3 separate regions of the Mus musculus genome follow, and all the other regions are linked to region 3. A link is a contact called in public ChIA-PET and HiChIP or PLAC-seq data. All regions are on one chromosome and are shown on one strand. Each heading gives the region's core, a stretch centred on a gene start, on an enhancer-like site or on the middle of the called end of the contact. The rest is flanking DNA. Distances are from core to core; before and after follow the strand shown.

What was found. ChIA-PET counts read pairs in DNA pulled down with a chosen protein or histone mark. HiChIP or PLAC-seq counts read pairs in DNA pulled down with a chosen protein or histone mark.
Region 1: a contact with region 3 is called in an RNA polymerase II ChIA-PET map of memory CD8 T cells, with 11 read pairs. The contact joins the promoter of Pigq here to the promoter of Luc7l in region 3. A contact is called at or near these places in 1 of 39 promoter capture datasets (neural stem cells), 2 of 115 datasets of contacts at active chromatin or transcription factors (memory CD8 T cells and pancreatic cancer cells) and 2 of 9 other capture datasets (adipose tissue and liver).
Region 2: a contact with region 3 is called in an H3K27ac HiChIP or PLAC-seq map of epiblast stem cells, with 2.3 times the contacts expected there. The contact joins the enhancer-like site here to the promoter of Luc7l in region 3. A contact is called at or near these places in 5 of 39 promoter capture datasets (the C10 cell line, the HPC-7 cell line, cranial neural crest and 2 more), 7 of 115 datasets of contacts at active chromatin or transcription factors (bone marrow-derived macrophages, cardiomyocytes, embryonic forebrain and 3 more) and 2 of 9 other capture datasets (adipose tissue and pancreatic islet).

What each region holds. Positions count from the first base shown.
Region 1 is chr17:25,940,359-25,943,267 of GRCm38.p6, forward strand. Pigq (phosphatidylinositol glycan anchor biosynthesis, class Q) reads right to left here and starts at 1,631. Exons shown (of 11, transcript NM_011822.4): 1 at 1,457-1,631. Nhlrc4 (NHL repeat containing 4) reads right to left here. Exons shown (of 2, transcript NM_001039038.2): 2 at 1,875-2,909.
Region 2 is chr17:25,892,541-25,895,397 of GRCm38.p6, forward strand. The region is part of intron 2 of Rab40c (Rab40C, member RAS oncogene family); the gene reads right to left. Among named protein-coding and RNA genes, the nearest start is that of Wfikkn1, 13 kb to the left of the region's middle. Within about 2 kb of position 1,596, at least 32 of the 459 cell types and tissues checked have an H3K27ac peak or open chromatin away from gene starts, as enhancers often do. A contact at or near this core is called in bone marrow-derived macrophages and epiblast stem cells, where this site is marked.
Region 3 is chr17:26,251,419-26,254,243 of GRCm38.p6, forward strand. Luc7l (Luc7-like) reads left to right here and starts at 1,492. Exons shown (of 10, transcript NM_028190.3): 1 at 1,492-1,673. The coding sequence starts at 1,613.

The DNA of each region.
Region 1 (2,909 bases), core at 381-2,880, 310 kb before region 3:
GAGCCCCGGCGGGTCACTGTCATAGGGAACCCTTCAGCCCAGCCCAAACTCTTGTTCAACAACTTTGTAAGGACACACCAGCTCAGTGAAATATCATTTGACTCTCTGGGGGAACACTTCACATGAACTAAGGAAAAATGCTCACAACCGTGTAGGAAGAGAAATGCCCTTGATCTAATTATAAACAGATGTTTCAAAGGTTGGTTTGGAGTCTGCTCACAACTCGTGAATCCACTGTGCTATATACACACTGTGTCTATGCACATCCTCCTTGTGGAGTATGCTTCATTTACAGTTTACCTTAAAGCAAAAAAGCTCGGGTCAAAGGAAAGAAGGTGCAAGGCAGAGAGAGGTTGGAGCTCTGATCTGTGGGGTACTGAGAGAACTCAAGTTGAGGCAAATCCCCACCCTCACTCCCATCTCAGCCTCCGGATGCACTGAAGTGTAAGAAGGAGTGTGCTTACACTGGGCTGCTGGGATCCCAGCAGCAGAAAATGATGATGAAAGAGCAGGCGATCGATACAAGAGGTGAGAGGCTGGAGCGAGAAGGCAAAAACCTGGGATGCGTGAAGGCCTTTAAAGATGCTGATTAAAAGAACAGCCCAAGCCTGGAAAAGCTACCTTTGCTAAGAAGGAGTCAGTTCCCTCCCCGACAGCCCATTCCCAGGAGGGTTAAATAAGAGGCCCCAGGAAGTCTCTTCACAGAACTCCAAGTCAGACTTCAGCAGCAGAGCTACTGCTTACTTCCCCTGCAAGGAACAGGCTTGAGGGATGGCCAGCCCAGTTAAGAGAGACCTGGGACACATCATAGCTGAAACATTACTTTGTGAATCTTTGAGAGGGTTCATATTTACCCCACGTTCAAACAACAACAACAACAACAAAACCACTTTTCTGACTAGGGATGTAGTCAGTTGGTATGGAGCCTACCTAGCCTGCACCAGACCCTGTGTTGAGTCCCCAGAACCTCATAGACCAGTAGTAGCAGTGCATATCTGTAATCAGGAGGTGGCCAAAGGACAATCAAAAATTCAAGGTCATCCTTTGCTACACTAGGATTTTGAGGCCAACCTAGCCTAAAAGAGAACCTGCACAGAAACACATTTTCCGCCTCTGTAAATGCTTTCCTTTTTCATTTCAAAAGGAGGGGGTAATCTGTTTCTGATCTTTACTGGAGTGGATAAATATGAGCCTCTCAGCCAGTGCCCCAGGAATCTTCCAGCCAGTTCCCGGCCTGGAGGGGAGGAGGGGCCTCTCGGTGCCCTCAAGTTCCGGAGAGCAGGCCCAGACCCACAACGGGTGCCGCTGAGCCTGGAGGTCAGCTGCGTGGGTGGCCGCCTCTCCCTCTATCCCGGCCTCAGGTTTCCCATCTCAGAGTCTTTAGGACCAAGAGGCCTGCGCTACCTCGGGATTTCCTCCTCTTCCTCTCCCGGCCCCGCCACCCGCTAGTGCTCACCAGCTGGTCCCCGGGGCCGCGTCCCCGAGCGGTAGGGAAGGAACTGGGTTGGGCACTGCGTTCGGCGGGCCCGGGAGGACGACCGTGCTTGCGGCTCCCAGGCCCGCCGCGGGACATCAGCACCATTTCCGCCGGCTCCGCGGCGTTGTCGCGCGACGGTCCGGTCCCCAAACATGCCCGGGCTGTCCATCGCCTGAGCCCGAGAGTTCCGCGCGCGCGGCTCCTGTCATCAAAGCTACCCTCGCTGTAAATATCCTGAAAGGTCCGGTGGATCCAGCCTTTGAGGACCATGGTAGCCGCTTTGTTCTTACCGCCTGGCCTCCTAAACCCAGGCCCTTCCATCTGTTTCTATCCATTGCGAGTAGGGTGCATGCAGACCCGTGTGGGCCGCATAGTCTGAAAGCAATACCCCTAACAACGCAGTAACTAGTGTTTATTGAGCATCTACTTACAAGCAAAGTTTCTTTCATTGTCCATTAATCCCCCACAACATAATGAACAGGGCATATTGATTTAGCCTGCAGGAGTGACATGTGTGTTGACCTCAACGTCCAGATGACAGGCTGGGTGCCACCCCACACCCTAAAGGAGCAAAAGCAAGGAGCTTTTTCTTGCTTCTTCCCACATGAAGAACATGGGTGAGACCAGATTCTCAATGAGTAAGCTCTTCAAACACACACACACACACACACACACACACACACACACACACACACCCCTCCCCTTCCAGATCTCATCTGTAACATGGGAGGAAAGGCTACTGTTTTCCTGTCTTGAATGGAAGGGTATGAAAGAACCTGTGCTACCCAGAACCGTCCCAGCACCCCACCTAAGTGCTCAAAAGTGGTTTGGACCTGGATTGAAGGGAAAACTGAAGGTATCTTTCAAAACAGGGAGTGTCCAGTAGAGGACCTGCCCTTGCTATGTGCCCTACCAGGACACATGTTGGCCTTACCCCTCTGATTTGCCTACTCCTTACCTCTCTGTTGGGCCCAGAGTGCTGTTGGAGGCTCAAGAATGGGAATATTTTTGAAGCTGGGGGGAACACTAAGGGACCACACCCTTCCCCTAAACTGCCCAACCCAGCCTAGCCACACCCTCCCTGCCTGCCTGCCTGCCTGCCTCTGATTAGGATGTAGGGGTTGGACACCTGGCAGGAGATCTTGCCTAGCTATCTGCTGGCAGACAGCCTCAGCACCCAGGATCTATAGCTTCAAGTGTTGCCTCAAAGCTCAGGCCTCCCGAGACCCAAGCTAGCAGAGCCAGGGACTGAGTGGCCCTTGGGTTTTAGGGGCATGAAAACCTATGAGCATACTTAATAGGGAAGTGGAGATGGCCCAGTTTAGAACCTCATCAAGAAATGGTGATTCATGGTTTCTGTGTAGACAGGGGCACTTGCCAAGAGGAAATCACAAAGCCAGCTAAGACCAGGTATCAGGAAGACGGCTCAGCA
Region 2 (2,857 bases), core at 346-2,845, 360 kb before region 3:
AGAACACAATACAGCATCCTCTTCAGGCATCAGGTGCTCCTTCCAAACTTAACTGCATCCAAACTAGGTCCTCATGAATTAAAGGACACTACAATAGAGTGAAAAACTGCAACATACAGAATAATAGAAAATATTTGCAAATTACACATCTTTTTCTTTTCTTTTCTTTTTTTTCTTTTTCTTTTTTTTTTTTTTTTTTTGAGACAGGGTTTCTCTGTATAGTCCTGGCTGTCCTGGAACTCACTCTGTAGACCAGGCTGGCCTCGAACTCAGAAATCCGCCTGCCTCTGCCTCCCGAGTGCTGGGATTAAAGGCGTGCACCACCACGCCCAGCCAAATTACACATCTTATTAGGACAGAGTTCTATCAAAAAAACTCCTTTAACTCAATAATAAAACAGAATTCAAAAATGGACAAAGCTGCCGGGTGGTGGTGGCACACACCTTTAATCCCAGCACTTGGGAGGCAGAGGCGGGCAGATTTCTGAGTTTGAGGCAAGCCTGGTCTACAGAGTGAGATCCAGGACAGCCAGGACTACACAGAGAAACCCTGTCTCGAAAAACAAACAAACAAAAAAAGTGGACAAAACCGTATCTCTGCAAAAGACATAGATAGTAATGGTAACAGGCACAAGAAACTGTTCTGTACTACTGGTAGCCCATCAGGAAAGGACATCAGAGCCCTGTGCTAAGCACCGCATGCTGGATTAGATGGCTAGATTCAAATCAGACAGTGAGATATAGAGACACAGGGACCCTTCTACTTTGCCAGGTGTGTGTGGGGGACATAAAATAATGATTGCACAATGTACAAATAGATAGGTGCTTCTGAGCTGTGTATTTGATAAATAGGGTCAAGACATGTTTTTCTGAGACAGTTTCTTTCTTTTTCTTTTTTTCTTTTGTTTTTCGAGACAGTCCTATAATTTGCTCTGTATACCTGGTGTCCTCAAACTCACAGAGATCCACCTGCTTCTGCCTCCCAAGCACTGACATTACAGGCATGCACCACTAATGCCCAGTTGAGACACGGTTTTCTATGAAGTCTAGCTGGCCTGGATCTTGTTACATAGCTGGCTTGAATTTGTAGCAATCCTCCTGCCCCTGACTCCTCTATTTCCATGACATACAGTACGGGTACTGCACGCACACCCACAGGACTGACAGCAGCTATGCCTCTTTCCCCACCTTTCCCTACGCTCCCCTGGAAGGAGTTCAACTGCAACTTCCAAGCAGAGCTTGTGAGGACACTATTGCAGTGGTTTTATTTTTATTTGATTGATTAATTAATTAATTGATTGATTGATTCATTCATTCATTCGAGGCAGGGCCTCACTATGTCGCTCTGGATGGAACTCACTCTGTAGACCAGGTTGTCCTTGGACTAAAGAGATCTTTCATTAGAGCTCCGCCTGCCTCTACTTCCCAAATGCTGGGGTTAAAGATGCGCACCACCACACTTTATACTGATTTTTGATTGGCTTCTCTGAGAAAAGATCAGCAGGACCTGCAGCATAGCCTTCCTTGACTATGACCTAGACTCCCCAGTCCTATCCCCAGGAAAGCAACTGCCTGTCTACCAAGCTACCCCTAGATGGTGCTGTGGCCCCAGGCCTGCCGAGAGCAGAAGCTGCAACAGAACAATGGATGCCTGGGAAGAACCTTCAGAGAGACCTCAATCACTAACACCTGTCACCAACAGTCATCAACTATGTTGATGAGCCTGTCACTGTTCTCAGTTGGGTCTGAGGTGGTCCCTGCCACTGACCCAGCAGACTGTGTGACACTCACAGGCTCCCCTAGTCAACATACCTTTCTTTTAGAATGAAGTACATTTATGAATCACCTACAGGAGTCCTAGCACCAGGAGGGCCTGGAGAGGAGCTGACCCTGAAGGTGGAGGGAGCAGGGCCTGCTCTGTGGCCACTGGCCTGCTCCATAAACATCTAGCTGTTCCTTGTTCAGGTAGGAAATATAAGACACAGCCATGAGCTAGCCAGTGAATCAGCCTCTCCATTAGGTTTAAACATTCAGCAGTGTTTTAAATAATGGGAGCCCAGAGCAGAGCACAGGAGTAACACACGATTTGCATATACAAGGCCGGTTTCATTTCTAGTACCCCTCCCCCAAAAGGGTGGGAATTTTATTCAAAATAAGTCAGTGATCTGGGCATGGTGGCACACACCTTTAATCCCAGCATTCTGGAAACAGAGGCAAGCAGAGCTCTAGGTTCATGACCAGCCTGGTCTATATAATTCCAGAACAACCACGACTACACAGAGAGACCCTGTCTCAAAAAAGCAAAATAAACAAAACAGAAATCAGCTATCAAGAACCAGTGTGACGGGGCTGGAGAGTTGGCTCAGTGGTTAAGAGCACTGACTGCTCTTCCAGAGGTACTGAGTTCAATTCCCAGCAACCACATGGTGGCTCACAGCCATCTATTGTGAGATCTGATGCCTGTTCTGGCACATAGGCATACATGCAGATAGAGCACTCATATAAAGTAAATACATCTTAAAAAAAAAAACAAAAACAAAACAACAGTGTGATGGCACATGCTTGTACACAATCTCCAGTGAGTCCAAAGGCAGCCTGAGCTACAGTATGGGTCCAGCTATATGCCCAGCTATGTCCAACTTTTTTCTCAAAAAGAAAGAAACAGTCGCTGGGCATGGTGGCATATGCTTTTAATCCCAACACTTGGGAGGCAGAGGCAGGCAGATTTCTGAGTTCGAGGCCAGCCTGGTCTACAGAGTGAGTTCCAGGACAGCCAGGGCTACACAGAGAAACCCTGTCTCGAAAAACCAAAAGAAAGAAAGAAAGAAAGAAAGAAGGAAGGAAGGAAAGGAAGGAAG
Region 3 (2,825 bases), core at 242-2,741:
GATTTTGGTACATTCTCCTAAATTCATGTGCTGTGGGTAAAAAATTATACATTAACACCTATCCATTTTAGAAAGCACATAATTGCGCTGGTGAGATGGCTCAGCAGTTAAGAGCACTGACTGATCTTCTGGAGGTCATGAGTTTAAATCCCAGCAACCACATGGTGGCTCACAATCATCCACAATGAAAACAAATAATAAAGAACCTAGGGGCTGGAGCAAGAGGAAGAAGTCGAGCGCGGGTGGGGGGGGAGTAACAAAATAAATAAATAAATAAGCATGTAATTAATATGACTTAGCATTTCAACTTTCACTGAAATAAGCAATATAGTTTTATAGAGAGTAAATGAAGAAATGGACCAAGTGTAATGGCATGTGCTGATAATCTCAATGGTCTGGAGGCTGAGCAGCAGAGGGATAGCAAGTTCAAGTCCAACCTGGCCTCTGTGTGTGTGTGTGTATGACTCTGTCTCCAACAGAAGAAATGGAGGCAAGCACATTTGCACATTTTTGTAATTGCAGCACTTGGTAAGGAAGGGAAAGTGGGAGGGTCAGGAATGCAAGTCATCTTTGGTTTCATAATAAGTTCAAGGTCAGCATGGACAACATGAGACTATATTACACAAACAAAAAGAACTGAGATATAACCTAGAAATTCACTTATCATTAGGTTTTTTTTTTTTTAAAGATTTATTATTATATGTAAGTACCCTGTAGCTGTCTTCAGACACTCCAGAAGAGGGCATCAGATTTCGTTAATCTGGACCTTTGGAAGAGCAGTAGGCGCTCTTAACCACTGAGCCATCTCGCCAGCCCCCTTGTTTTGTTTTTTGAGACAGCTTTTCCCTGTGTAACTCTGGCAATCCTGCAGCTTGCTCTGTACCATCAGGCTAGTCTCTAACTCAGAGATGTGCCTGCCTCTGCCTTCCCCAGCGCTGGGATTAAAGGCCTTTGCCTCAAGTTTAATTTATTTGTTTGACTAAAGTCTCATTAGAGCAGAGAATTTGATGTTTCAGGAACCAGGATAAAAATTAGTGGTGGAGTTTTTAATCTAGTCTTTTTTTAAAATAAAGATCTATTTATTTTATTTATATGAGTACACTGTAGCTATCTTCAGACACAGCTGAAGTGGTTATCAGACCCCATTACAGATGGTGGTGGGAACTGAACTCAGGACCTCTGGAAGAGCAGTTTGTGCCTTTAACCGCTGAGCCGTCTCTCCAGCCCTTTTTTTTTTTTTTTTTAAAAAAAAAAAACAGGAGGTAGGATCTTAGTCTCACAAAGACCACGCTTCCACAGGGTAGCCTGACACCCAGGACGCTGGCCTTGAACTACTCAAGCCTGATCCTGGGGATTACAGGCATACCACGACCGGCCAAAATCAAGCTTAGTTGATCTAGTCTTTAGAACGATTTGCGACCGTTCCACTCAGCGACTCCTGTACACTTCCCGACAGGCCTTGCATCAACGCCAAAGAACTTCCTCCCAGCATTCCCCGCGGCCGGAAAGCGCCGTGCGGGCTTCAGGCTGATAGGAGCGTCTTTCCTCGTCGCTGTTTGCGGCTTCTCTGGTCGAGTTGTGCGGAGCTTCTCGGCCGTCCCCACTGGCCACCATGTCCGCCCAGGCGCAGATGCGGGCCCTGTTGGACCAGCTCATGGGCACGGCTCGGGACGGTGAGTCTGAGCGGTGGCCCAGGCTCTGGGCGGGGTGGGAGCAAGGCGAGGCCGCCTGGAAGCCTGAGGTGAGGGCCGTGACAGCGTGCGTCTGCGCGGGGCGCCATTTTTCTCCCCTGCTTGCTGACCCCAGGCTCGGGGCCTTTGTCTGATCTGCTTGGCCTGCGAGTCTCTCGCAGCCGCCGCGTTCTACTGGTCCGGGCTGCCTCCTTCCTGAGAGTCCGATCCGACGGTGGGGCTCTGTCCCCTTCTCGTTTTCCGTCATGCGAGTTCCTCTTGGTCGGCACGGCGGCTCGGCGCCGCCGGGCAAACTGGAGCGTCGGCGAAGGGCTGGAACCAGCGCGGGCTCCGGGGTGCTGGCTGCCGGGTGGCGGAATTTCTCTGATACTCTTCGGAGGAGAGGCGATCCCCGAAGGAGCTGGACGGGTTTCGAAAACCCGGGCGTTCTTGCTCCATACGGTTACACGGGGAGCCGCAAATGAGCATTTCTAACGTGGGTTCCCTCCGCGTACTTTTCTAGTCTTCCCTCCCTTCATTCCCCTGCCTCACAGATTAGCCTCGGTTTAGTCACCTCTCGGCATTCATTAGGTAGTTGGTTCAGTAAGGAGGCGTGCAAGATCATGGTGGTGTCTCAGGAAAAAGCAGTTGCATCCTAGCAAAGCTAGATCCCTGCTGTGGTTTGTGTTTTCATTTTTACTAAAGTAATAAAGTTGTAATTTCACACTGGCACATTTCACAGGGCTGTGCAGATTCTTTGCACCATTTCATAGGTCAATACGTGCTTTTAGCTTTCTTTGTATGTTGAGTTGCTTTTGAATTGCTTCCCATATTTTTATTTCATACAAACTGAACAATTGTGGCCCCTCTATTTTATTTATAAAGGTTCAGTGTATCTTTGCCTGCCTACATCAATCTGCAAGGGAGTTGCAGAAAAGCCTCATGTTCATCGAGCCGTGAGTCACAACCAATTTCTAAGCTGTTATAACAAAAAAGTGTTTGCTTTTTTCCCACAAGTAACTTTAAAAGTGTAGTTTAGAAAGAAAACATTTTCAGTAAAAAGACACGACATTAATCCTGGATGCTTGCCAATCCTGAAGTATATTCTCCCTGACTATTACACAGCACTGTGTCCTGTACACAGATAGCCTTAGA